Regions from separate parts of the Pan troglodytes genome. Here region 1 is linked to region 2. Evidence: chromatin contacts called from public HiChIP or PLAC-seq data. All regions are on one chromosome and are shown on one strand. The core of a region is the stretch at or near the end of the contact, and the rest is flanking DNA. Distances in the headings are between cores, read along the strand shown.

Evidence for each region. HiChIP or PLAC-seq counts read pairs in DNA pulled down with a chosen protein or histone mark.
Region 1: an H3K4me3 HiChIP or PLAC-seq map of stem cell-derived excitatory neurons shows a contact between it and region 2, with 5 times the contacts expected there. The contact joins the promoter of LSM8 here to the promoter of CTTNBP2 in region 2. A contact is called at or near these places in 1 of 7 Hi-C or Micro-C datasets (stem cell-derived neural progenitor cells) and 1 of 1 datasets of contacts at active chromatin or transcription factors (stem cell-derived excitatory neurons).

What each region holds. Positions count from the first base shown.
Region 1 is chr6:133,565,847-133,573,025 of NHGRI_mPanTro3-v2.0_pri, forward strand. LSM8 (LSM8 homolog, U6 small nuclear RNA associated) reads left to right here and starts at 2,401. Exons shown (of 4, transcript XM_063815544.1): 1 at 2,401-2,628; 2 at 3,938-3,985; 3 at 6,577-6,704. The coding sequence starts at 2,533. LOC107975927 (a long non-coding RNA gene) reads right to left here and starts at 2,326. Exons shown (of 3, transcript XR_008549056.2): 1 at 2,230-2,326.
Region 2 is chr6:133,247,653-133,255,195 of NHGRI_mPanTro3-v2.0_pri, forward strand. CTTNBP2 (cortactin binding protein 2) reads right to left here and starts at 1,444. Exons shown (of 22, transcript XM_009454062.4): 1 at 947-1,444. The coding sequence starts at 1,027. It also overlaps the pseudogene LOC107975649.

The DNA.
Region 1 (7,179 bases), core at 1,151-3,650, 320 kb after region 2:
GTTTCCTAGGATTCTACTAGAAGTCTGATCCTTTAGGTTAAGGTTTTCTGCTCAAGATTTAGATTCAGAAGTAATGGAATAAAATTATCTATTACAAGCATACTTTGGTTGATACTTTATCAGTGATATAATGTCATTTAAATGAGCATTACTTTGAGAGGTTTCGACTTAAGGGGCAAGTTTCACTGTTAACTCCTAATTTTTTAGTAGTCAGATGTTTATGTGTATCAGTTTTCCCTTATTGGAGCTTTAACGTAATTCTCCTTTATGAGATGCTAAGGTTTCTACATTCATGTACTCCCAAGGGTACATGGCTAATATAGATAAATCACATATGTAATGTTTGCATCCAGATGTAATTCATTTTGTCTTAATAAACCGACTTTTATTTATCCATAGGTTTTCTCGCTACATCTGTGATCCTTACAGACTACAGAAAATATAGCGATTTTAAGACACATGTAAAAAAGTTCCCAGCCAAAGAGATTTTGTGATGCTCCATAAACACTGTTCATCTGTTATTTATCTGGCATATTAATTTAATGACAACTACACAGGGCAATAGACTTACAAAAGCACACTCTACGGGATGAAAAGCCGTAGGGAGTATTCTTTTTTTTTTTTTTTTTTTTTGAGATGGAGTATCGCTCTGTCGCCCAGGCTGGAACGCAGTGGCACAATCTTCGCTCACCGCAAACTTCACCTCCCAGGTTCTAGTGGTTCTCCTGCCTCTGCCTCCCTGGTATATGGGACTACAGGCGCCCGCCACCATGCTGGCTAATTTTTTTATTTTAGTAGAGAGGGGGTTTCACCACGTTGGCCAGGATGGTGTTGATCTCTTGACCTCGTGATCCACCTGCTTTGGCCTCCCAAAGTGCTGGGATTACAGATGTTAGCAACTGCACCCGGCCTCATTTTTATAAGATCACACAGAGGTTTTTTTGTTTGTTTGTTTTTGAAATGGAGTTTCGCTTTTGTCGCCCAGGCTGGAGTGGAATGGCGTGATCTCAGCTCACTGTAACCTCCGCCTCCCGGGTTGAAGCAATTCTCCTGCCTCACCCTCCAGAGTAGCTGGGGTTACAGGAACCCACCAACATGCCCAGCAATTTCTTTTTTTAACAAAACTCCTAACACCTCGTTAATCATTAATTAGTCTTTGGGTTTTGGTTCAACACCTAACATTTGCAAATCACACAATTATCTTTGTTCTTTCATTAGCGGAAGACACTTTCATTTGTTACCCTGAGAATATGAGACATTCACAATCTAATTCCTGACTACATTTGATTTCAAACAGATAGGAATAAGTTCCAGAATATAAAATATTAACTATTTGGGAGTATCTTGTGGGTATGCTCTAATTAAGAAATGCTTCCTTTTCCGAGGAAAACTGCTGACATTGCAAGAGTTATTACAAAGCCACAATTCTTAAGAAAATACATGTTTAACTGAAATTATAAAGATATTTTGCAAAAAAGGGAAATCGCTCCTGCTGGTGTTTTGTGTATAAATCTCTTTCTAACTTCAAGCTCTCTCAAGTTAGGGCAACAGTAAATAGAGTGGGAACAGTATCGCACTGGGAAATATCTGAAATGATACCTATGGGACTATCTAAGGAAACTGAGGTCCAAAAGAATTGAAGTGACCTGTGCAATGACACCAATTTGTTAGCAGAGCCAAGATTAGAACCAAGTTTGGTGCCTTCCTGCATCGGTCCTTTCTCGGTGCTGCAGCAGCCTTTTACTTACTAATTTCACCCTGGAGAAAGGTAGACCATCCTGGCGTGGCAGAAGCGTGGACATTCGTTTTCTAAGGGATGGTCACACACCTTTGCCTATTTGCATTTAGTTTCTTTAAAAAGTAAAAACATCTCCATTTTGGAACACTTTTAGAGACAAAAGCAGAACATACGAAAGTGTATTTCACTGCTGAGTTCTTAAGAGGCGTACACCGTGTGGTTATAACGTGCGCAACTCTGTCCCGGGCAACTGAACTTATTTTTAGCGTTATTTTCGGCTTCTGCTGCAGAAAACTAGGGATTCAACTACCGCACCTACATTTCACACAACAGCACTCGTCTCTCTCCTTCACTCCTAATAAAAACACCTTATTTCGTTTATTCCTGCCTGCTCTACCTCGTCTCAACATTTTCTCTTGTTAACTTCCACCACACTGCCTTTTCCTCGGATTGGAAACCCACTCTCCCCCAACTTCTGTCTCATACCCCACCTTCAGGAAGCGTCTTCCTTTTTTCCGCCTCTCGTTCGCTTTTGTCTTACGCGGCTTCCGGAACACGGCCCAGAATTACAGAGAAAACACACTGCGCACGCGCACTCTCTCGTCACCGCTGTGCGGCTTCTGTTTGGTTGGCCAGTTCGTCCCAATTTCCGACTCACAGGGCTGCGGAGCAGCAACTCTCACGATATTTGGTGCGACCCGCAGGCGCTAGCCGCTCCCGGGTTCTGGCGCGCCCTTTCAGTTCTGCTTGTTGTCCGCACCGCTGCGTTACCCGGAACTGCCGGGCGGAACAGCATGACGTCCGCTTTGGAGAACTACATCAACCGTATCCTCAAGCTGGCCGCCGCGGGCGTGAGCCGGGGTCGCGGACAGGCCGCCGGTCGGAGATCGGTGGGAGGTTGGGAGGCCTGGCATCGGCGGGATCCTGGGGGCGGGCGAGGAGATGAGGGCCCCGGAACGACCCAGAGTTCGCCCGCGGCGCCTCGAGCCTTCCCGCTGCTGCGGGCCCAGGGGTCCTTTCCATTTGCCTGCAAAAGCCAAATAAAAACCCAGTGTGATTATTCCGAACTTTTCTGTCTTAAAAAAATGTACGCTCTTGATTCTTCCTTACTATTTCCCTATGGCATAAGTGTTAATGTTTGTGAATAAGATGAACAGTCGTCCTGGCGGCGACAACAGTTTTGCAAATCTTTGTACTTGTTTTATTCACATAATTTGCTCGTTCGAGGATAGCAAAAAGTTTAACGATGGTTCACAGACTGTTTCTGTCCCTTTACCACTTGAAGTCCCAACTTGTTGGTAGAATGAAAAAAATGCTTGCTGTTGTAATGGATTATAGTGAGGAGCAAGTAACAACCCCATGGGAAGTCTTAAAATAGACTTTACAAGTGTTACCGTTTTAAAGTCTCAGGACAAAAACACTACGTTATGCTCAGGTACAAACTGGGTGACAAAAATTAAATACCGAATGCTTTTAATGATGCGTTATTGGTACCCTGTGACACTGCTTATATAGTTTCTTTACTTTTGAATTACAGAAGCCTGTCCTGGAAGACAGTTTTTTAACATGCTGGAAAATCGTCCAACATCGATTAATTTAGTACTCATCCACTTTTCATTTTAGAAATAAACAGGCCTAAGAAACGAAATATCCTGCCTGAAATAATAGATTGGTAACCTTCCTAGTAGAAAAGTGTCAAAAATCCAGGATATTTTGAGATAAGATACACCGATCACATACAGAAAGGCTTTCTTTTTCTATTTTTTCCCTTTTTTAATCATGTAATTATCACAAAGACAAAAACAGAAGCTTTTTTTAAGTTTTTTTTTTTTTTTCTTTTTTTGAGTCGAGGGTCTCACTGTGTTGCCCAGGCTGGAGTGCAGTGGCTTGATCATGGCTCAATGCAACCTTGAACTCCTGAGCCCAAGCAATCCTCCTGCCTCTGCCTCTGCCTCCTGAGTAGCTGGGACTATAGGTCACCAGGCCAGGGTAATAGAGATGAGGGTATCGCTGTGTTGCCCAAGCTAGATCCTCCTGCCTTGGCGTCGAAGAAACTTTTAACGTTTTTATGTAGTGAACTCAGTGGCTGTGTTGAATACTTTTACCTAGTTGTCATATTTCTTCTAAAAATTCAAATCATTCCCTTGCCAGAGTCTGTTTTCAATTTGCATTCCCTAAGAAACACTTTCTTTGATTCAGTTATCAGGAACTGTTGCCGTTATTACATCAGATGGGAGAATGATTGTGGTAAGTCTTTGGAATTTTCATTCTCTGCTTTCCTGTAGGTTTATTGGTTGCAAATTTTATGTGAAACCTCTAATCTCTAATGCCTAGACAGCACATTACACCCGTAGTGCAATTTTATTATAATTCAGCTCTTTATCACTTTGCTGTCAATCCATGTTTTCCTCACTAATAAACATTGTGTGTTACCTACAAGGTTTCTCGGAGCTAGAATAATAGATTCTGCCCTCAGAGAGCTCCTAGTCTGTAGACCTTTATTAAACTTACTTTTCTTCTTCCATTTTTATTTCCTTCCCCATTCAGCACCACATGAATCAGAATTTTTTTGAAATTTTGCATATGCTTAGTAACTTTTTAATGATTTAGATACTATTAATATCTAGATAACAACATTTAAGGCTTGTATACAATCTTAATATTCTTTGTTTTTAGGTTGTGTGACATGTCTTCTGTAGGACACATGACTGTAGGATGATTGACTCTCTATATATACACATATATATGTAAAATTGGCTTGTTCCTTGAAGTTGTTTCTCCCTTGCTAATTTATGTCATATAACTAAGATAAAACGTTCCTATAGTGATACTTGTATTTGGAATTTGATCCGAGGAATTCATCTCAAGATTTTTGGGTACTTGGTTATTTCTTCACTTACAATTCATACTCTGAATGCTTTCAAAAGAATTTTAAGGCTACTGAACTTTCTCTATTTTCTAACCTTACCTAGTTTCTTTAAATAATTTGATCCCTTATTTTTCCATTCTTCAGTTTTGCTTTTGTTCATTTTCTTTTTAAGCCTTGTGATTTTTTTTTCACTGGGTCCTTAGTGACTATTATTAGTCAAAGTTCTAGCTTTGTCCTTTACTAAATTTATATCATGTGCCAGGTGCATATGTGTTACATTATTTAATGTACAGTACAAACTTGTGAAGAATAAGTACCCCTGTATTCTAGATTAGGAAACAAGTTCAGAGAAGGTGACTCACTTTCTCAGAGTCACAAGGGTAGCAAGTGACAGAACCAAACTGGGATTTAAATTTGGTTTGACATCAAAGCCAAGGCCAGTTGCCTGGCTTCTTTCTTAAGGAAGCAATGATGTTTGCTTAGGCACCTCACATTGTATTTTTTCAAATATGGACAGTTTGACATATTTTAATTTCAACACTTCAGGAAGCCTATTGCTGTTAGTAGATATTTGCATTTTTTTAAAATTTGGTGAAAACCTTAAGTTTAAATTTTCTTATTTTTGTTAACAGGGTAGATAATAAACTGAGAAATTATTTTTAATTTTAAAGAAGAAGGAAAGTGATATAAAAAGCATCTTAAGTTCTAAAGTTCAGTAGTTCTGTATTTCTTTGACACATAATTTATTTGATGGGATAATGTGTAAAATGAAGTCAAGAAGTTATGAATGGATGTTTATGATAACAACCATTTGCTAACTAGTTCAATAAATATTCCATATTTTGTTTCTCTTCCAAGTTACAGATTTCATTCTCATTTTATTTCATTCTCTTTTTATTTCATTCTCATTTTATATATTTTGACTTTCAGAAGATAAAACAGTTTAAGAACTTGAGAGGTTTAACCATCAAAACCAATGTTAGTTGATATTTCTTCAGAAACTTGAATACCATGTGAGTTACTCTGTTATGCTAGACCCATGTCTTCTTTTATTCAATACTAAGCTTTCATAAAACTCTCCCTGATTATTTCCTTCAAGTTCTGGTTTTAATTAGTATAGTCACATTTGTATCTACCTTACTGGGAGAATTAAACAATAAATCCATATGATACACATTAAACAATACATGTGAGACACACAGAACACTGGTAACTAGTATGTACTCATTAGGTGTTACATGTAACTACTAGTTAAATTTTTAGTATATTTATGGGACTGATTTGAATCTGAAAAATGGCAAATTATATTTACTTGTGTATAATAGTATAGAATGTTATGGTTTAGTGGTCTGGCTCAGGAGCTAGCCTTTTGTGGTTCATCTCCTGGCTCTGCCACTTACTACCCATGTGATCATAAGACACACCATTCTGTGCCTCAGTTTCTTCTTTGAAATGGGGCTAATTATAGTACTAAATCAAAGGGTAGAGATGAGTTGAGAAAATGTGTACGGTGTGTTTAGCACACTGCCTAGTGCTGGCATATAGCATATAGTGATACTATTACATTGCTGTAGTTGGTATGTATGGTTCTTCCTTATTTATGTATATTTGGCTATCATTTTCCCTTAAATCTCCTTTGTTTTAGTTTATACCTTTAGCTGCTGGTCTACATAAGCTTTTATGCTACTTACTTGGAGATAGTCACATTAGTACATAGGTGTCCTTTGCAACTGCTGTCAACTCTGCATATGAGTGAGATGTGTGGTGCAGGTCCCCCCACCCCAGCCAAATAACCAAGAGGTAAATTGTGTACCCTCGAATACTGTTGGTTATAAAAAAGGCATTTTATTTGCCGTCGTATAGGTACTTGTATTGGAATACCTGGCAACTAAAATGACTGTGAGGTTAAATTTACACTTTCATGTAAACCAGAATATTTCTCTTTTTCTCCTGAATATTTTCTTTACAGGGAACACTGAAAGGTTTTGACCAGACCATTAATTTGATTTTGGATGAAAGCCATGAACGAGTATTCAGCTCTTCACAGGGGGTAGAACAAGTGGTACTAGGATTATACATTGTAAGAGGTGACAACGTGTAAGTAAAATATATCTGTTAAAATTATAAATGATACTGCCTTACTTTATGGAGAAGAGGTTTTCCCCAAAATACCCTACTGTATTGTCCATACATAGTTAATAGAATCTTGCATTCATTTCTTTCGTAAATATACCTTTTCTTATGTTTGTGTAAAATAAGGCATATGTATACATTTTATGTCAACACTTCTTTAGGTTTCAACCAAAGCTGTCTCTCTACAAATTAAACTTTTACCTGAGATTTGCCCATTTTTCTACTAGTTAAGTAGCCTGGGTAGAGTCCAGAAAGGGCTCTGCCTTATATTAAATACTTCATTAGAGAGGCTTCTTAAAACGTTCTTTCAAATACCCAGAATTTTAGAGGAACATATTTCTAGAGTCCAAGGCCAAAGTTTGAAAAATGTTTTGAAATCTCTGATTTGAACAATATTAATTCATGCTCAATATCATAGGTGTATTTATAAATAAGTACT
Region 2 (7,543 bases), core at 194-2,693:
AAGAGTGGGAGGCGCTCCCAGATCTGCCTTTCTCTGCAGCTCCTTGCAGCTCCTGCGAAGCTGCTTCCCAAACACCGAGAACCTTTTCCACCCAGGAAATGTGGGTCCAGCCCTTCCCCAAAGTAGAGGCTGGAAACCACCAGCGAGTCTCTACACCGGTATATTAAGGGGGTGAAAGTAAGGACCAGTCAAGAATGGTAGCGCATTCGGCTTCTAGACTCCAGAGAAGGAGAACAATGTCTTGAAACCAGGTGCAGAACCTCCACCTCTCCTGAGCATCGTCTCGGGAAGAACCAATCCATCCACCCCACCCCAATCACTACCACCAAGTAATGGGGCAGCAGGCTGCTAGGACCTAAAGCGCTGGCCTCAGCGGCAGCAGCGCCCACATCTGGACACGGCCCTCTCCCAGTGGGCCTCCCGAAGGCACAGGACCAGATGCACACAATGGGCATCCCCACACCTGCTGGGCGATGGCCCACCTCCCCCAAGCTGCTCTCCCGGGTCCGCTGAGCGGTACCAGGCACCCCCGAGACACGCGCTTACAACCACGCGCGCAGCGAGAGGTGAACAATGGGGGGTCAAATTCGCCAGGAAACACGTCCCAGCCTTCTCCCCCGGCCAGAAGCGACCGCAGCGGAGGGAGTGGGCATAGGGGTCGCACTGGACGCAGACAGGGAGCTGGGAGAACCGGGCGACCCGGGGCCGCTTCCCGTGGGGCGCGGAAGGGACAGAAGGGATCCCCAGCCAGGGTGGCTGCTCCGCTCCCCCCCCGGCCTCCACCGTGTGGGCATCCCGAGGAAGGGGCGCCCCGATGAAGGGGCACCGGAGAGTCCCGGGCTTACGGAACGTCCCGGGGGTGCGAAGTCGGGTCCGGCTGGGACCCCGGCGCCGCCCCCGGCCCGCGTCTACTCTAGCCCCGCGCCCGCCCCGGGAACTCGGTTACCGCCGCCTCCGCTGCGGCCCCCGCCGCGTCCTCCGGGGCCCGGGACAAGTCGGGCTCGCAGCTCGCGCCGTCCGTCGCCATCTTCCTGCTCTAGCGGATCCGAATGCGAGCTCGGAGCCGCGGCTCCGGACTCAGCCGTCTCCGCGCGGGCGGCACTTAACCCGCTGCTGTCCGGGACGCGGGCGCCTGGAGCCGGGAGCCGGGAGCCGGGAGCCGCGGCACTCCCTCCGCCCCTCGCCACCGCCCTCGCCGCTTAACCCGCTGCGCGCCGGAGCGCCCCGCCTCGGTCCCGCCCCGCGCCCCGCGTCCCGCGCCCGGTGGCGCCAGCCGCGGGCTCGTGGAGGTGCGAGAAATGGGCGCACGACCTGGCTCCGCTGCGGCCCTGCGCGGGGACTGGGGATCAAAGACCACGGAAGAGGTGAAGGCAGAAAGCGCCCGAGGAGCGTTGCATTCCGCAGAACCCCCACCAAGCCGGAGAAATCCGTGCACAGACCAGATTAAATGTCAGGCCTCCTGAATCTGAATTCTCTGAAAGATCAGGGAAAATCCTACACTTCAGCTCCCTCTATCCCACCGCGAGGAATCACACAGGGCACCCCTTTCTTCTTAAATTGCTCTTTCTTAAATTTCATTGCCGCCAGGGTGTTTTTATTCTCCCTATATATATACACACCTGGCTCTGATTTATTCTATCGTTGACTCTAGTGTTTCTCCAAAAACAATTCTCAGATGAAAACGATTTGTCTGTCCTGTTTTCTTTTAGAACGTGGCACCAGCCCCTCAGCTCCTAACTTTCTATACAATCTCCTTTTCAGGAAATGTGTAGCGGGCTGTTTTATATTCTGTGACCCCCCTAAGTCTGAGATCTCTCCTGAAGGACTAACTGAGAAGTGTTAAATGTCATAGCTTTAAAAGCTAAATGTCATGTCCTCTACTTTTGAGAGAATTTTAAAAAATTACTCCCTACGTGTGAGGACACGTGTACATATACACCAAAAACAACCAAACAAAAGCCGTATTTGTAAAAATAGATTTTATGGGAATTACACGTCTCAGAAGATTTTTCATGAGATGAGTGAATTAGGCCCAAACGCTTAATCTTCCCTTTCCACATCTAATTCATTTCCTACCCTTTGCTGCCAATTTCCAGAATGTGAAAATCTATCACCTCACCAAGACCATATGGTACAGCCCTTCCCAAATCACCAGATCCCTAAAAATGTGTCGAATGCATAAAATCAAATTGAGACATTCAAGCTGTGTCTCAAAGACGTAAAATCAAACCAAAACCAAATCTTGCACTTGAAATTTTGGAAGATGAATGACTAGAATGTTCAGTCCAAGGGTTACAGATCAAAGCTTTTTTTTTTTTTTTTTCCTTTTTTTCTTTCTTTCTTTCTTTCTTCTTCTTTTTTTAATGGCAGGCTCCTAATGAAAGGTTTTGACTCTTTAATTGCTCCACTTTCCAAATTAGACCCAAATATGACACAAACCAGGGCAGAGAAAATCTTTTCTGCAAAGACCCTGAAAGGGATTGATTAATAAACTGTGAAAAGTTCCCTCCCAGAAGAGAGGTCAAGAAAGAACTTTACCTAGAACTCTGGGGCTAAAAGTCAGAGGCTTAGAAATCATCTCCAGGTTATCCTGTGAGTACAGGTACTTATTTATTTATTTATTTATTTATTTATTTATTTATATTGGCTCTGATAGTTACTCCCTCACTTATCCCTTTAATATCCATCCCTGTTCATTATACCACTTCCCTTTATTAAGTATACTCTCTAAAACTGCTCAATATTAGAATAACTAGATTTCTTTAAGATGAAAGAAAACCACTGGACAGTAAAAGTTAGATGTCAAACTGATAGTAAAAATTTAAAGTCCAAGGGCATTCCTTGTTCTTTTCAAAATGCACTTTCACACATTGCAAGGCAATCAATTTTCTTGATTCTGATGTTGAATACTTCTCAAGCAATTAACTGGCAAACTTCTGGAAAAAATAATAATAATAAGTTTTACTCAGGGTTAAGAGTTAGAAATATGAAATGACACCATCTCTGGGAAGCAAATCCCTTTTATACATGCAGCCCAATTTTTAAAAAAAAATCACTGGGAAAAAAATAGCTTGTATTCACCTAAATACAGTTAAAGCAGGATCATGTTACAAGGAAATCAGTCCTTGCCCACCCCCCTCCACCGCAAACCCCCACCCATCATTTTTTGTTTGTTTTTGTGAAATGGAAAAAAAATAAATAAAACAGTGATAAAAATCACAGGACACCACATTCTCTAACCACCAAAATCCAGTACCTGGGAAGGAGAATTGACAGCATTCTGTTTCCACCTTAAAACCAGCACTGTTGAAGGTTGGCTGAGGATCTCACCTACTGCACAGAAGTGGCACACTAGGAGTTAACTTCCTCACCAGTAGCCTGGCCTGGGGCTGCTTCTCCACCAGGAGGACACTTGCTGGTTTAAATTCTCTCTTGAGAATTAGTCTCTGCTACTATTGCAAATTAACTCTTTCTAAGACTTTCTTTGCACAAAGGCAGGCTCTATTACTGTCAAAGCAAATAGATGTGAAAGGGTATTGACTTGATGGCTCCAGAAATTAAATCTTTTGAAGCCTCATTAAACAGCTAAATAATAATAATAATTAATAATAAAAATAAAAGATATCCCAGGGTTACAGTGAAAATTACTGAAAGGCAGGGTAAAAAAGGAGAAAGATAGAAGTATAAACAGGAGGAAAATAAATCCCTACAACAAAAATGAATCATGAGTCTTAATCAGTAAATTCCTTTTGGCATTAAAATGGAAGGAGTAATACTGAATATATTGCAAATAGAGAAAACTATTATTTACATCCTTTTTTTGGATCATAACGATGCTGATGACCCACTGACTAAAGAATTTGAGGGTAATTATTTTCCGAACCCTGGAATAGAGGTATTTGTGCTGAGCTATGGCACACTCTCTAAGGGTGAAATGACCAGGGAAATGAGTTCTTAAAGGTGGGAATGCAGACAGATGTTTGGGAGCCAAGTGGTTTTCTGATTAAACCATGTCCTTGGCTTCATCAGCCATATCCTCCAACCCACTAAACCAAAAACCCAGAGAGTTATACATATGATACAACATGATGCTTCCTTCCATGTGAAAAGATAAAGGAATATACACAGAACCTAAAACTGTTTCTGTCATGGAGTAAGAGAATTATTTATTTCAGTCAAATGACAACATTTACGTTAATTCCAAAGAGCAATCCATATGTCATCATGTGTTAGTATTGCCAAATGACAAAATTATTGAGTAGCAAATCATTTCTGACTGTATCCTCAAGCCTATAGTTATACAATTTAAATATTGCAGACCATGCTTGTCCCTGTCTGCAGCATGGTGACCAACCTAGGAAGCCCCAAATCTTGACGTCAGGAACTCCGCAGATGAGCTCTGAGTGTCCATTGCCAGAAACAAGTTTTCCTGTGACCTAACTACATTCCCTCATAGTCAGCTTGTCATTATCTACATGTGCCTCAGGCTTTTTGTGGATTTTACTCAGTAAATTTAATTCTAATCTAGTTAGCCACTCTTGTCAACAATCTATGGTTTTGGAAGGCCTCCTCCACCAACTGCAGTTGGTGTGTGCCAAAGGAATGCAAGCTAATTTTACCTAAGCTAAAGCAAAACATAATTAGGGAATTAAATCTGCTATGTAGGAAGCAAGCCAAAGCGAAACATAAATAATTATCATAATCACTCCCAGCCCCTTATAATACAACCTTTAACTGGGAACTGTATCTGTTCATTCAATTGCTGAAATGATGTACAAATATAAGATTTGACTGCAAGGTTAGAGCCACATTAAGAAAATCATCCCCCGGTACAGTCACTCTAAGAACAGAAACCAGCTAATACCAAACAATGAAGTAGTGTTGGTTCCATTCTCTTGCATGGTTTTTACATTTTAAATCATTAGTTGTTGGTTTGGATGCTTATCTGCAGAAGTCATTTACAAGAGTAAATTTTAGTGCAGAAAGATGTTTTAGTGCAATACCATTATGGAAAAACAATTTTAACAAAAAAAAAATCTGGCCTGCTCTTGCCCCTTATCCACCTGAATTGGAAATGGACCTGAATATTTCTGTTTATTCAGCCTCTTTAGCAACCTCACAAGCCTGCAGTATATAGTTACTAGGCAATCATTAAAGCAGGGGTGTTTATACCATTAGGCATTACTCATAGTGGAGCTTCATTTATCTTAGAAAGTTTAAAAACTATATAAATATGTTGTGAGATCAGGCCCTTTTCTCCTCTGATTAGAAGTGTGGATCCAGCTGCAAAACCACAGCTGAGATTTTTCTTTCACTTGGGGATATGCACTGTTCAACACAAAAGGAAATTTAGTGTTCGAAGAATTAATAAGAACACTAAAGATGTTATCTTTTGATTTTAATAAATATGCATATGGCATTTATGATTGACTCAGTGAGGATTTACTTAGTATACAAAAAGCAGGAGAAAAGCTATACATGTGTAACTCTCCTGTGTCAAATTGTGAAATAAACCAATACATTAACACTTCCTAGGCAATCATAATCAATTGTCATATACCAAATTAATAGAGTTTCAAATACATTTGGAATTTTTGAGATGTAAATTTCACCTTACCCTGCCTCAAATCTCACTTGATGACAATAGTTTGTGGTTGTTTTTTTTTTGTCCATCAAGACTTTTTTTATTAATCCAAATTAGTTGGGGTTATTTAAAAATCACCTGGAAATGTGATGACATTATTTGAAAATATAAAAATATATATAGTAGGGGCTGTTCAATTAACCAATAAGTATACAATATAATTTAATTTATAATATTTATAAAACAATGTCATGGCTAGACTTGAAGGATTAATTTATTTCACTTGATTCAAGAACTGAAGGGAAAAAAAAGCGTTGGTATTGCTATTTTCATTCTGGGGAAGGTGAAGTTACTTGTAGAATAATAAGGAAAAATACTTCTAACACACCATCATTAAGGTTTAAGCAGCTTGAAATGTTTTATTCTGGCAATTAAAGAAAAATTTAACTACTGAAAATGTTTTATGCTAGCGATACAATAAATATTTTTTTTCTTATGGCAAAAGATAAATAGCCACATACTGGTCATTACTATCATAATCATCTTGACAACCTCACTCACTATCTGTTTCAGCATTAACATCTTTGTTAAGAATCAGTTCAGTTGGGATGTATTTTACCACTACTTTTTCCTCCCTTTGACATCTGTTAAGGACCTCACTTTGTTGGCTTGCAGCCTCCACCGCCCGACAATTGATCATCCAAAGGACACCATGCCATCTGATTCACAAAACACATTTGCTTGACACTTTTCTGCCTTGACCAGCCCCCCATCCTCACCCAATGTGGCCATGGATGCCGTTAGAATGGTGATGGGGAACCCCACTCCCAGACTTTAAAATTTGAGGTGGCAGCAGATTAGGAATTGAACTGAACCTGCTAAACACTACCTGACTTTGAATAGTGGGTAAAGGCACCCCATATTGAAATACCACATTGCATTGTTCTATTTTCTGTACAGAAACATTTCTAGACCTATAGAAGAAAACATAACCAGAATCATAGTTTTGTGGGGGTTTTTTTTGAGACGGAGTCTCACTCGTGTTGCCCAGGATAGAGTGCAATGGCACGATCTCAGCTCACTGCAACCTCTGCCTCCCAGGTTCAAGTGATTCTCCTGCCTCAGCCTCCTGAGTAGCTGGGATTACAGGCATCTGCCACCACACCCAGCTAATTTTTTGTATTTTTAGTAGAGACGGGGTTCCACATGTTGGCCAGGCTGCTCTCGAGCTCCTGACCTCAGGTGATCTGCCCGCCTCAGCCTCCCAAAGTGCTGGGATTACAGGTGTGAGGCCCTGTGCCCAGCCAGTTTTCTGTTTTTATTTTATTTTTATTTTTATTTATTTAAGAGAAGGTCTTGCTCTGCTACCTAGGCTGGAGTGCAGTGATGTGACTATGGCTCACTGCAGCCTCAACCTCCTGGGCTAAAGAGACCCTCCTACCTCAGCCTCCTGAATAGCTAGGACCACAGGTGTGTGCCACCATACTTGGATAATTTTTTTTTTCTTTTTTCTTTTGGTTGAGACAGGGTCTTACTATGTTGCCCAGGCTGATCTCAAACTCCTGGGCTGAAGCCATCATTCCACCTCAGATTCCCAAAGTTCTGGGATTACAGGTATGAACGATTGTGCCTGGCCCAGAATTGTAGATTTAAACATAAGCAGTAAAGAAACAAAGCTCCTAGAAGAAAAATATTTTCATGAACTTGTAATCAGAACATAAGTTCTTAATTTTAATGTTACCCAACTTATCTTTATCTTGTATTGTTAGTGTTTTTTGTGTCCTGTTTATGAAATTTTTGCTCAGCTCCTAAGTCACCGAGATGCTGTTTTCTGCCGGTTTTCTTAGAGTCTCATCCCACACAGGCCCAGCTTAGAATTCTGCCTCATATTGAGAGGAAATTGCATGCATGCTTTTTGGGCTCTTTTTCTGAAGTGTCTTCCTCCTCTGGAGCTTTCTC